Linked DNA regions of Mus musculus: regions 1, 3 and 4 are each linked to region 2. The links are chromatin contacts, called in public HiChIP or PLAC-seq and promoter capture Hi-C maps. All regions are on one chromosome and are shown on one strand. Each heading gives the region's core, a stretch centred on a gene start, on an enhancer-like site or on the middle of the called end of the contact. The rest is flanking DNA. Distances are from core to core; before and after follow the strand shown.

Region 1 (2,784 bases), core at 128-2,627, 400 kb after region 2:
CATCTTAAACAACTAGCTTTGTGGGATTGAGCAACTATTAGATTCTTGGACTTCCAATTCACAGCTGACCATTGTTGGGTTAGTTGGACTACAGACTCTAAATCACAATAAATTCCCTCACTATAGAAAGACATTCCATAAGTTCTGTGACTCCAGAGAGCCCTGACTAATACAAATACCACAAAATATGAATGTATGATATACAAATAAATGTTAAGGAGATTGGAGGAGTGATGAGCTAGATAGGGCTCAGAGGCTGAGTTCTGTCTAGTTGGACTGGGGTGCGGGTGGGAAGAGCTTCTGGGAGAGCCTGGGGCTGGGACGAACACTGATGAATGCCTGCTCCTACTTAGGGATATGCAGGGAGAGAGGAAAGAGCCCAGAATGCTGGGTTGGGTCTCTTACTATTTTTGTTGTGTATGACAGGAAAAGAAAGGTGTGTTGAAACAGTCCAAGCCTCCAAGGACGAGAAATACAATAGGAAATGCATGAGGTTACAAAAAAAGGACCCTGAGTATGGGAGCAACAGGTGGGGCATTTAGACCTGCTGAAAGGTGGGAGAATGCCGAGGGAGTGGCTGTTTCTTATTGTGTGGAAATTCAGTGTGAATTTCGAAGAGACCCTTGGGAAGGTGGAAGGGGCAGGAATGGCTGCTCAGCACTTGCACACTTCCTCAGCGTCCTTGCACAGCCGCACAGACTTCCCCTTGTGACTGCTTTTTCCTCTGATTCTGTCCTAGTATATCATCATAGCTGGACAGCAATCTTGTCTTTGTATGCTAATTGATTCCGACAGCTACAGTTTATGTGAGAATTGGAAAAAAAACCAGAGAACAGCACCAATAGATTAAAAAAATGTGAGTGTGTGATTTCATGTGCAGTTTCTATGTGCTTAAATGATGTGCATTTCAGACAAGACACACCAAAGAGACAGAAAAGGAAAAAAAAACACTTATTCTGTACTTTTGCATGTTTTGATGTATAAGAATTTGATTTGTACCCAGAGTACTAATAGTGAAGAAGCAGCCTGCTCATTTGGGAGGTAGAGTGTGGAGTTTGAGGCCCCGCCTACTTACCCCTTTGGCACGTCAGGTTTTTATATTTTTACTTACAAGATAGTTGCTTTGAGTAGAATGTGTATTTTTGATGGAATTCTCACTGGCATAATTAAGCCAGGGTTTGTAGAGGTTACATGCATATTAATGTATATAATATAGTTCCCTTGTTTCAGAAGAATAAGGGGTGTGTATTTAATTATTTAATGATGGTTGCATTTCTTTGTGGATCAGCTATAATGAAGTGAAGTTTAAATACGTGTCTGCTAATCTTTAATTTGTCATGTGGCCAAGTGGTTTGTAAACCTCTGATGCTGTTGCTCAAGATGTTTCGAGAACGATTTGGGGTTAGTGTAGTTGCATAGTCCCAAGGGAAGTTCCTTTTCATATCATTATATCGGGCTTTTGGAACTAGATGAATTTAATTAAACAGCTTCAAGTTCTGGGTGAAGGGATATTTTCAAGTGCCAGATTTCCCTAGGAATGGTGAAGGCTTACCACCATGAATATCCAAAAGAACATGCTGTGTTCAAAAGCACATATATTCAATACCAAGCACCCAGTACTATAAGGACCCAGTACTGTACATGTCCAGTACTACACTTGTTCAATACATATGCTGTCAGTACTGTAAACAGTGAGCACCAGACCATGAATGACCAGTCAGTAGAGAGGATCCAGTCCTGTCCTCTCTTGTTCCCTTTTCTCCTTTGTTCCTTGTGTGTAGTTTGCTCTCAGCCCTGGAGGCAATAAGAGGCACAGGGCACTGGAAGGCCAGGTCTCCTACATGTTCAGCACAGCATGGCTTTGCTAAGCTGGGTTTTATGTCCAAGGCCATGCAAATTTGTTAGTACAATTTTAGTATTATTTTATTCTATCAGTGTTAGTGTATTTTTTTATTTCTAACAACGTAAATAACTCAATAAAAATACACTTTGGAAGCTACCTTGCTTCTATAAAGACCTGGTGCTAAATGCAGGGTATACTCCCACTTCTTAATTTGTGGGAGGTAACCAATAACAAGTTGTCAATGGAAGGAGAGTTTCTGGGTACTTATGACCCCCTCGTCCCCCAAGTAATGTGCTTGGGAGAAGCTTAGGACCAAAGGCTGGGCGAGAGATTGCGTGAGTTCTGATGCATGCTGGCCATGATGTGAGGCAGGGGCAGTGGTTGGATTCGGAGTCAGAAAACTTTCCCGTCTACTGCCGTAATTCCCAGCTAAATTCCTATCCTCGTTGTAGCTGTTGGTGAGGATCTACTATCTGTCCTTATAGACCGAGTTTCTTTGGTCTAAGTATATTGTGCCATTTGCTTGTCTGTGAGGCAACATCCTGGTGCAGTGCTTCCACAGAGCACACAGTGAGCATGCGTGACCATGGATGAGAGGAAGCCACGGGGCCAGATGGAGTTTGGATCCCTTATTTTGAGCCTCAGATGAAGTGGAGGTTGCTACGGTCTTAGCAAAGATACAGGTTATATTGCATTACGTATTTAATACTTTTCAAATCCCGCTCTCTACATTTAAAGGACTTTCCGTTAGATGAGTATGCTTTGAGATTGAATATGTTAAAGGTGAAGGAAGTCCCAGGCTACCCACACACACCACCTCACATGCTTGCCTTTTTGTGGTGAGCACTGACAACGAGTTCAGTGATCCTCAAGAGTGTGTGACACACAGCGACACACAGTTACTAACCAAAGTACCCATGTTGTGCAGGAGCTCCTGAATG
Region 2 (2,700 bases), core at 129-2,628:
AGAAAGTACCCAAGGAGCTAAAGAGATCTGCAACCCTATAGGTGGAACAACATTATGAACTAACCAGTACCCCGGAGCTCTTGACTCTAGCTGCATATGTATCAAAAGATGGCCTAGTCGGCCTTCAATGGAAAGAACGGCCCATTGGACTGGCAAACTCTATATGCCTCAGTACAGGGGAACGCCAGGGCCAAAAAGTGGGAGTGGGTGGGTAGGGGAGTGGGAGAGGGTATGGGGGACTTTTGGGATAGCATTGGAAATGTAAATGAGGAAAATACCTAATAATAAATAAATAAAGTGCCGCTGTGACCCTCCAACCCCTCAGCGTTATACGTGTTGGGGTCAGGAAGTTATTTCTGGGAATTCGAGATTGAACAAAAACTTTACAGAATTTTTGCATTGCAAGATTCTGTTCTAAACTGTCCTATCAAATCCATCTGCCGGCTGTGATTAGCCCTGGTCCACTCAAGTCCAACACAGAGCCAAGTAAGCGACACACAACAGCATCACCAGCTGGCCCTGGGCTGGTGGCCAACTAGAAGCACAAGCTCGAGTCCCTTAGAAAGCACCAATGGGCAAGGAGGCAAGCTATGACCGCCCAAAGTGCTCCGAGGGATGGGAGGAGGCGGAGAGAGGATCCTGGCAGCGGGGCTGCGGATGACCGCTAGCAGAAGGAGAAGGAAAGAAAGATGCGGGAAGAGAGAGCCGAGGCTAGCCCTCAACTCCAAGAACCGCAGGCAGGAGCACCCTAGCTGCAATCAGCTCTCAGCCGCAACGGCGACACTCACGTCTCCGATCTGCAGCTCCACTTGCTCCAGCGGGTCCACGGTTGGACCGGGACTCCTGCTCGGATCCCGCCAGCCCAAACTCACTGGCATGCTGAGGGACGACGAAGAGGCGCCTGACGACGGAGATGAGGGAGGCGGCGGCGGCGGCGAAGAAGCCCGAAACTCCTCAGAGTCAGCCATGGGAGTGAGCTGGGGCTACTGGACCGGATCAAGCAACCGAACCCTCACCAACTGCCTTTCGACCGCTCGCGCCCAAAGCCCATAGGCTCCGCCTCCTCCCACACGGAGTCCCGCCCCATCTTCTCGTTTGTCTCTGCCCTGGACCCCAAGTACGTCTCATTTTTTCCAGACAGCCAATCAGATATCAAGCCAGGCGTCACCAGGCTCCTGCGCACAGCTCCAGGAGCTAAACACTACAACTCCCAGAATGCCTAGCAAATCAGCCTCGCTATGCTTCTAGGGCGCATGCGCACACGCGAGAGCTTGTCGGCCTCTTCTGCACACTAGGTTCCTGGCTGAGGATGACTGGGAGATGGAGTCTTCTGCCTTTTCCTGGCTTGTATGTGACCCGGAAACCTTACTGGCCTTCGTGTCCTCTGTGGCGCCGGCGCAAAGCAGAAGAGGGGCGGGTACGCCGCGAAGCAAGGGCGGTCGGCAGAGCCCAGACGCTGACAGAAGCTGAGCAGTCGGGGCTTCTTGGCAGGTGATGGCGCCCCTCGTAGCCTAGAAGTCCAGCACCCTCGGCAAGCCGCAGACCCACGCCTCTCTCCTTTGTATCTGGTCAAGTCTCCGGGTCACTTTGAACATGTTGGTGCGACTAACCAAGCTGTCCTGCCCTGGTGAGACGAAACTCCTGGTGGGGACAGAAGGAGCAAGGTGGATAAGTTGGGACAAAACAAGACTGGGGCCACACCCGGGGTACTGCCAGCATCTCTTTCCTTGTCTATTGTCTTAGGCTAAACTAGGGCAAAGGTCAATGCTGTCAGCGCCTGGTGGCCGACCCTACCTTACCGACCTTGGAGTTGCCCCAGTTGGCAGAATTATCATCTAGGTTAAAGGTCATGAGAAGAGAAAATTGTCAACACTGCCCCCTCGGTGGAGTTCCCCCAAATGCCGCTCCTAATCTTTACCTCAAGGCTCAGGTATTATCTGCCGCCTTATTAGGAATGGGAAAGAAAGAAAAACTTGTGTGGGTTTTCGCCTTGGCTCTGACCTGACTTTGCAGCCATAATAGTCTAATCTTAATTGAAGTCTGAGCTCTCATATCGTATTAACTCATATATTACCAATTATGTCTGGAGTCGGAATTTTTTCTGCATTATCCAGAGTTAACACCAGGCGTTTCTGTTATGGGTGTTTCTTAAAGCAGTTGCAGGATAGTTTTAAGTTTTTACTTAAAAACAACCCCCTCGTTCAAACAGAAGTTTAGAGGATCTTGAATTCTGTTGTAACTGGCTTAATATAAATCTTTACTGAAGTTAATTTGGCTGTGGGATTTTTAAACAAGTATTTGTATACTTGTTTAAACAATATGGTGTATATTCAAACCAAGCATCTATTATCCACAGAAGATGGTATGCTTTGAGAGCCATCAGTTTACAGTCTAATTTAGATGCAGTCTTGGATCTAGTCAGTGACTTTTCTTTAAACGCTAATTTGTTACATTTTCATTACTCAGTGTTACCTCTAGTGGTGACAACTAAATGTGCTAAGTATGTCGTGTATGGCTGATCCGGTGTTCAGTGACTCTGACTTTGCTTTCTACTGGAACTCTGTCTTTATGCCTAAATGTTCAGATGGGTCATGAGAGATACCATGCTCGTTTAAGCAAAGGAATAAACGTTATACCTTTTTAAAATTCTCTGGTGGGAATCAGAGGCCACGGTTCCAACTGTTCTCGAGCAAATTAGTA
Region 3 (2,901 bases), core at 308-2,807, 380 kb after region 2:
GATCACCTTTGCTGTGCGATGCTCATCACCCACTTTCAGAGGCATGGAAGCACAGTGGTTGGTCAGGCTGCTGCAGTGGTCAGAGGTGGGGCTTGTGGACAGACTCAAGGCATGGTGACAAACCTCTGTAATCATAGCACATGGGTGGTTGAGGCAGGAGTCTAGTCTGAGCTCCATAGGGAGATGTTGTTTCAAAGAACAAACCAATACATAATGAAAAGCCCAAACCAAAATGGTTTTCAAGTGTTGTGAGAATGGATCCCAACAATAGGGAAGGGCGTACATTATTTGTTCACTGAGCCTGTTTTATCAACATAGATATTTATTATAAAAACAAGAATCCTTATGCATTTTGTAATAAGTCAGGAGGATTTTTTTTTCCTTTCTATTTCTGTTTCCCCTAATCTCCATATTTTCATTTTTTCTAATTTTGCTTTTGAAAAATGCTGGTGTTTGTTCTACTTTTGGTGGAAGCCTTTCCTGTGTAGTCTTGGGAAGTCTGTGGAATAGATGTGCATTGAGCTTTGTTTAGGGAGCTCTGGGGAGTTGGCTCAGTGATTAAGACCATTGCTGTGCATTTGAGAGGACCAGAGTTTGGAGCCTTACAACTCACATAAAAGGCTGAGAGTGTGTGTGCCCACTTGTTACCCCAGCACTTGGGTAGAAGACCCTTGGCACACCCTGGCTAGCCAGACTAGCTGAATGGGCGAGCTGTGTGGGTTTAGTGAGATACTCTGACTTGGTCAATGCAGTGCAGTGGGATTGAAGAGGACCCCCAGTGCTGACTGACATCTGCCCTCCACTGGTTTTCTATGCCACACACAGACTGTTCTGTGTGAAGAGCTGTAAGCTGTGTGATCAGCGTGGTTACCTTCACAGTCGCTGTAGCTGAGTCAGACGTTATATCTTCGTAAAACTGCTTATCAAAGAGGTTTTACAAGGTTGTTAGAATGACTTTTTAAAAACAATTGTTTCTCTTTCTCTTTTTCTTTCTTTTTTTTTTGTCACTGTGTCACACTGTAGCCCAGGGTAGCTTTGCTCTCTACATCAGTCTTCCTTCCTCCACCTTACAGTAGTGCTGAGACTTACAGGCTGCACCACAGCACACAGGGCCTCTGCATGCTCAGCAAGCATGCAATACATATATATACTAAGTATACAATGTTGGAAATCCAGTGTGGCTATGAGTTTATAAGTGATTCATGGGACACCCTAACTTTTATGGATTCACATTAGGTACAGAATGTAAGCTGTTGAAGAATTATTAAGATGGCCATTGGCGTATTTCGTTAACCAAGCTTGGATTGTATTAAATCCTACTGTTTCCTTACCGGTTTATCCTTGTACTCCGGACCCTTCAGTCAGTGCCTTATCTTCTCAGACGGCTGACTCTTCCGACCTGCGTTTTCTTTGACAACCTGAGGATTAGTGGTAGATATCCATCCTTTGGCATTTCTCTGATGTTTTTCCTCCTCGATGGGCCGTGGTTATGGGTGCTCCTGAGATCACAGATATAAAGAAACCACTTCCCGCTTCACATTGTTGGTGCAGACCATGACTGCTGGCTGAGTTAGCACTTGTCACGTCTCTTTCAGAACATGCCCTGACCAGAGCTTCTGTCCTTTGGATGCAAGTCTCTCAAGGGGTGGAGAGTTAAGCTTCCTTCCTGGAGGGAGGATGGAGCGTCCGTGTAGACTGCAGTACCGCATTTGAATTCTGTGAATTAGATTTTATTCATCTCAGCATGGATTTGGGCATAGTGACTCTAGATTATCACATTACATGGTATTTCTCACACTTTCCCAGCCCTTTCAGCGCATTCCTGTCCACACAGTGCTGTGGGCTCATTTTCCAGTCCAGCCCTAGGACCAGGGAGATCTTGAAAGAAGACAGGTTCTTTCTAGCACCAGGGTGCAGGGAGTGTTGTTGCTTCTGGGATGTTCCTTCTAGCATCCCCTCACAGAACCAGAAACAGATGTGCACAGACTGGCACGTGCTAAGTGTAGGTACTTGTGCTGTCAAGGCATGCATGACACTCTCTTATTTTTAGTTCTGTGCTGACAGGTAGCTAGTTCGGGACCCCACCCAGTGGGCAAGTACTCGTCCCGGAACTGTATTCCCAGGCAGCGGCTGGGCCTTTGAAGCTTCCCTGGGCGATTTTAATTTGGAGCTTAGTCTGAGGACTGCTGTTCCTCACTTTACAGAAACACAGATGAGGATGCCTTATTATTAAATATTAAAATCAGTCAATTGTATGTGCGCGTGTGCGCATGTGTGGACATGTTTGTGTGGCCATGTGTGCATGTGCGGTAAGGGGCCAGGAGAGTCAGAGTCATGTAGTAGTAGTCATGTCTAGCCACGACCTTGTGATCATCCTGCCTCAGCCTCTTGTCTTTCAAGTGCTAGGGTTATAGGCATGCACCACCATTCCTGGCTGAGTATGACATGGCTTAGTAATTGAGGAATATAGTTAGAGACTAGAGGGGTCCTTTTTCTTTAGATCCTTTTTTCTTTAGACTGAGCCTCCAGTGTCTGTATATGGTGAGGAACTATCAGCACAGGAGGGCTGAGCTTTTCCTGGCATGTATAGCATCCCCACCCCCAAACCCTGACATCGAATCTTGCTGTTTCTTTAAGAAAGGATCTATCTAGACTTTAGAAGAAAGGTAGGGCGTTCCAGGAAGGATGCTATGTAAACTTATAAGTGAAGGTTTGATTTTAAATTCAGTTGAGAATTAGCCAACTTTACAATAAGGTGAACACATTTCAGTACGTGGAAGGAAGGAAGCATATATGTTAGCTGTTTGTTTAGTGTTTGAGGGAACAAAGAACTGTGCTTTAATTTGTTACACTGTTTCTAATCCTCTCAGTCCCTAAGTGCTGCCGCTAACAAGGGCATGC
Region 4 (2,907 bases), core at 380-2,879, 480 kb after region 2:
ATGTGTAGTGTACACAATGAATCCAGACTGTTGGCTTTTTTGGGGGGCAGGGTTAAAGGCCAAATAATAATTCCTGGAAGGGGATGATAGCAGCAGAGATGAAGAGAAACTTAGATGAAGGAAAACTAGAAACAGTGTAATGGATATCAGGAGGAACGGGTGTTGAACATGCTTCAAACATGTATAACCCTGTACCAGATCCAAGCGGCTTTTTATCTGCATAACATACAGGATGGAAAAACAGGGAAAGTCGAAAATGAGGAATTCTTGCAAGATTTGGTTGTGAAGTGTGGGAAGAGAATGTCTGTAGACATAGGAAATTGTGTCTAAGGAGGAATCTAGTTTAATTTTGCCTTTGAGGTAGGAGAGGCACGGACGTTTAAAAGTTGACAGGGCAGATCTTTGGTTGGGAGCAGTATGTTCAAATCTGTGGCGATTAGGTAATGAGTAATGTAAGAAGTGTAAGAAGTGGGTGGGAGGCAGGGAGAAGAATCTCCCATCATGATTGGAAAGAATAATTGCCTTTTGTTACGGAGGGGAAGAGAGAAGAGGATGGATACGGTCTTCAGATAGACAAGAGACCCAGTAGGAATCCCTGACAGTGCCAAAGGCCACTGTAAGAGATGACATGTTTTCCATAACTGCTTTCTGTCCTCTCTTCCATTCAAAAGTGTAGCTGCTTGTGAGAGCTGATGGAAGTGTCTTTATTCCTCGTCAGCTGTAATGCAGCCTCCTCCCAGGTAACCTGTGTGCGTAGGTGAAATTAAGACCGTGGGAGAATAACATTTCTTCATTAATTTCAGTTCCACCTCTAGAAGTTTGGTTTGTTTAAAAAAAAAAACAACCCAGGTGGTTTATTATAATATTATTGACACGACCATATGTGCATCTGTGCGTGCGTGCGTGTGTGTGTGTGTGTGTGTGTGTGTGTGTATATGTGTGTGTGTGTGTGTGTGTGTGTGATTTCATCTTCTAAATTTAACAAAGCTTGCTAAGCCTGCATTTTATAAATTTTAAGACAGTCTTATTTACTATGGCACAATAATACTTGAGGGTGGGGCAGAGGTCACATTGATTCCTTTCTCCCCACCTTGGTTAAAAAAAAATTCATATTTTAGTTCAAAGCTGTTCAAGTAAGTCCTTGCTCCGTTTTCCCACCCTGTCTTCAGTGATATTATTTGGAGTCAGCAATCAATGGATTCCATCCCTCTGAGACTTGCTTAACCTACAGCCGCTGATATAATACAGGCAAGAGCTTGTTACTTTATCTGAATTGTCCATCGCTACCTTAATGAGTGAAATGGTTAAGTAGAGGAGGGGGCGAGCCTTAAGGAACGTGTGTACCGTTTGAGCTGAATATTTCAGCGTATATGGGGAGAGGGAGGGAGAGAGAGAAACCCACTTACATCACTAGAACCTCAGCGAGTGTGAGGCTTGCAGGTTAAGAGACAGACTACAGTGTCTTGCTTTCTGCGGGAAGCAGCAATGCCGTTTGTTTCCTAAGAGGGATTTTTTTTTATTTAGAAAAGGAAGCTTTCTCTACCCAGGAAATGGCTTTCCTTGTGCGTTGCTATGCCAACTGCCTGCAGCCATGGTCCTCCAAAGTAAGCACAATAATGTAATTATATTGGTGTATTGCATTCAGACTCATGATTCTTGAGATTGTGTGTGTGTGTGTGTGTGTGTGTGTGTGTGTGCATGTTCCATGTTTCTGTCAGTGACTCCGGCTAGCAGGCATGCTTGTGTTGAGTGTGAGGGACAGACATCATTAAATTAAATGTCCATCAGTGTCATACTGCTGAGATTAATTGTGTAAACTTGGTTAGTGGAGTGGGACAGAGATCACTGGTCACCACTGTCAGCATCATTAGCAGCTAGGGAGGAGGTCCTGATTCACACGCTCTGCCCTGATTTTTTTTTCTCTTCCTCTCTTTTTTTTCCTTGGTTGGAGGGGTCTGTATGTGTGATTGCAAATGAAACAAGAGTGTTAACAATGCTTGGCTGAATGCTAGAGACTAGCTTTTCACCACCCTGGCTAATATAATTCTGTATTAAGCCTTTTGGAGGGGAGTCTGTGTGCAGTCAGCCATTTTAGCTTTTTTTTCCCCCCTTTTCTTTTGCCTCTTGTTCTTCAGCCTCAGAAATGATCTCGTTCTATCAGAAGCCTGAAGGCTGGGTGAGGTTCCCTCAGCCTTGTCAGAGCCTCCGAGGGTTAGAGTTTCAGTGTGATAAAAATGGAGCCGAGCCCTGTCGTTCAGATTCCTTTTCTGTCTACAAGTGTGAAGGGTTTTTAGGCTCACCAGTAGTGACACTTTAAGCTGCAGCCTGGTTTTCCCTCCTCCCTCTTTTTTTTTTTCCTCCCCTCTTTTTCTTTTAATTTCATGCTGTAGAGGGTGACTTGCCGTCGTGAGAGGTTGGTACATGATGTGTAAATTCAGTTCAGCATATGTTTCTTCATTATGAAACCACTGGCCGCGCCTGCTAACCATGGAGTTCTGGGCCAGCAGGAGAAGCAGTCTGTAAGTATCCAGGCGCTGCCGGCATCGTGGGCTGCCTGGCTGGGGGGCAGGCGATGTGGGGAGCAGGCAGGGAGTTCTTTTCCATGGAGCGTTGCTCTTCTCCAGGGGAAGCAGTGTTTTAGAGGGTAGAGAGAGATCCTCTGCTCAGAGGAGGGAGGGAAGGAGGGAGGGAGGGTGAGCTACAGCTCACTCATTCTTCCGATTTTCTGTGATTTCTGAAAATCTTAAGCAAGACCAACAGTTCATTTAAACAGGACCACTAACATTGAGAAATACTAGACAGCTAATTATTATTTTTTTTTGTCATTAGAAAATAATATAGTTTTCAGTAAATGCCCAAGCAGTTTGAGAAACCAGTTTTGGTTGAATTTAGTGAATCATTATAAGA

Evidence for each region. HiChIP or PLAC-seq counts read pairs in DNA pulled down with a chosen protein or histone mark. Capture Hi-C pulls out chosen DNA fragments and counts their contacts.
Region 1: an H3K27ac HiChIP or PLAC-seq map of thymic regulatory T cells shows a contact between it and region 2, with 7 times the contacts expected there. The contact joins the enhancer-like site here to the promoter of Etfdh in region 2. A contact is called at or near these places in 14 of 39 promoter capture datasets (the C10 cell line, the HPC-7 cell line, HPC-7-derived erythroid cells and 10 more), 1 of 484 Hi-C or Micro-C datasets (bone marrow), 13 of 115 datasets of contacts at active chromatin or transcription factors (the 230-238 cell line, Th17 cells, bone marrow-derived macrophages and 8 more) and 3 of 9 other capture datasets (adipose tissue, liver and macrophages).
Region 3: a contact with region 2 is called in an H3K4me3 HiChIP or PLAC-seq map of bone marrow-derived macrophages, with 5 times the contacts expected there. The contact joins the enhancer-like site here to the promoter of Etfdh in region 2. A contact is called at or near these places in 4 of 39 promoter capture datasets (the C10 cell line, the HPC-7 cell line and pre-B cells), 1 of 15 datasets of contacts at CTCF or cohesin (the NIH/3T3 cell line), 16 of 115 datasets of contacts at active chromatin or transcription factors (T-cell acute lymphoblastic leukemia, bone marrow-derived dendritic cells, bone marrow-derived macrophages and 10 more) and 3 of 9 other capture datasets (adipose tissue, liver and macrophages).
Region 4: a contact with region 2 is called in a promoter capture Hi-C map of adipose tissue. The contact joins the promoter of Rapgef2 here to the promoter of Etfdh in region 2. A contact is called at or near these places in 11 of 39 promoter capture datasets (the C10 cell line, the HPC-7 cell line, cranial neural crest and 8 more), 1 of 484 Hi-C or Micro-C datasets (CD4 T cells), 9 of 115 datasets of contacts at active chromatin or transcription factors (acute myeloid leukemia, astrocytes, bone marrow-derived macrophages and 5 more) and 3 of 9 other capture datasets (adipose tissue, embryonic stem cells and liver).

The regions. Positions count from the first base shown.
Region 1 is chr3:79,227,469-79,230,252 of GRCm38.p6, reverse strand. All of the region lies in intron 1 of 4921511C10Rik (RIKEN cDNA 4921511C10 gene), which reads right to left. It also overlaps a transcript of Rapgef2 not described here. Among named protein-coding and RNA genes, the nearest start is that of 4921511C10Rik, 16 kb to the right of the region's middle. Within about 2 kb of position 1,377, at least 69 of the 459 cell types and tissues checked have an H3K27ac peak or open chromatin away from gene starts, as enhancers often do. A contact at or near this core is called in the HPC-7 cell line, Th17 cells, bone marrow and 3 more, where this site is marked.
Region 2 is chr3:79,627,445-79,630,144 of GRCm38.p6, reverse strand. It overlaps Etfdh (electron transferring flavoprotein, dehydrogenase), which reads left to right and starts at 1,378. Exons shown (of 13, transcript NM_025794.2): 1 at 1,378-1,627. The coding sequence starts at 1,594. 4930579G24Rik (RIKEN cDNA 4930579G24 gene) reads right to left here and starts at 1,066. Exons shown (of 2, transcript NM_029482.1): 1 at 789-1,066. The coding sequence starts at 968.
Region 3 is chr3:79,246,992-79,249,892 of GRCm38.p6, reverse strand. 4921511C10Rik (RIKEN cDNA 4921511C10 gene) reads right to left here. Exons shown (of 3, transcript NR_045502.1): 2 at 1,332-1,716. It also overlaps a transcript of Rapgef2 not described here. Among named protein-coding and RNA genes, the nearest start is that of 4921511C10Rik, 36 kb to the right of the region's middle. Within about 2 kb of position 1,557, at least 65 of the 459 cell types and tissues checked have an H3K27ac peak or open chromatin away from gene starts, as enhancers often do. A contact at or near this core is called in the HPC-7 cell line, the NIH/3T3 cell line, T-cell acute lymphoblastic leukemia and 2 more, where this site is marked.
Region 4 is chr3:79,144,468-79,147,374 of GRCm38.p6, reverse strand. It overlaps Rapgef2 (Rap guanine nucleotide exchange factor (GEF) 2), which reads left to right and starts at 1,629. Exons shown (of 24, transcript NM_001310536.2): 1 at 1,629-2,519. The coding sequence starts at 2,460.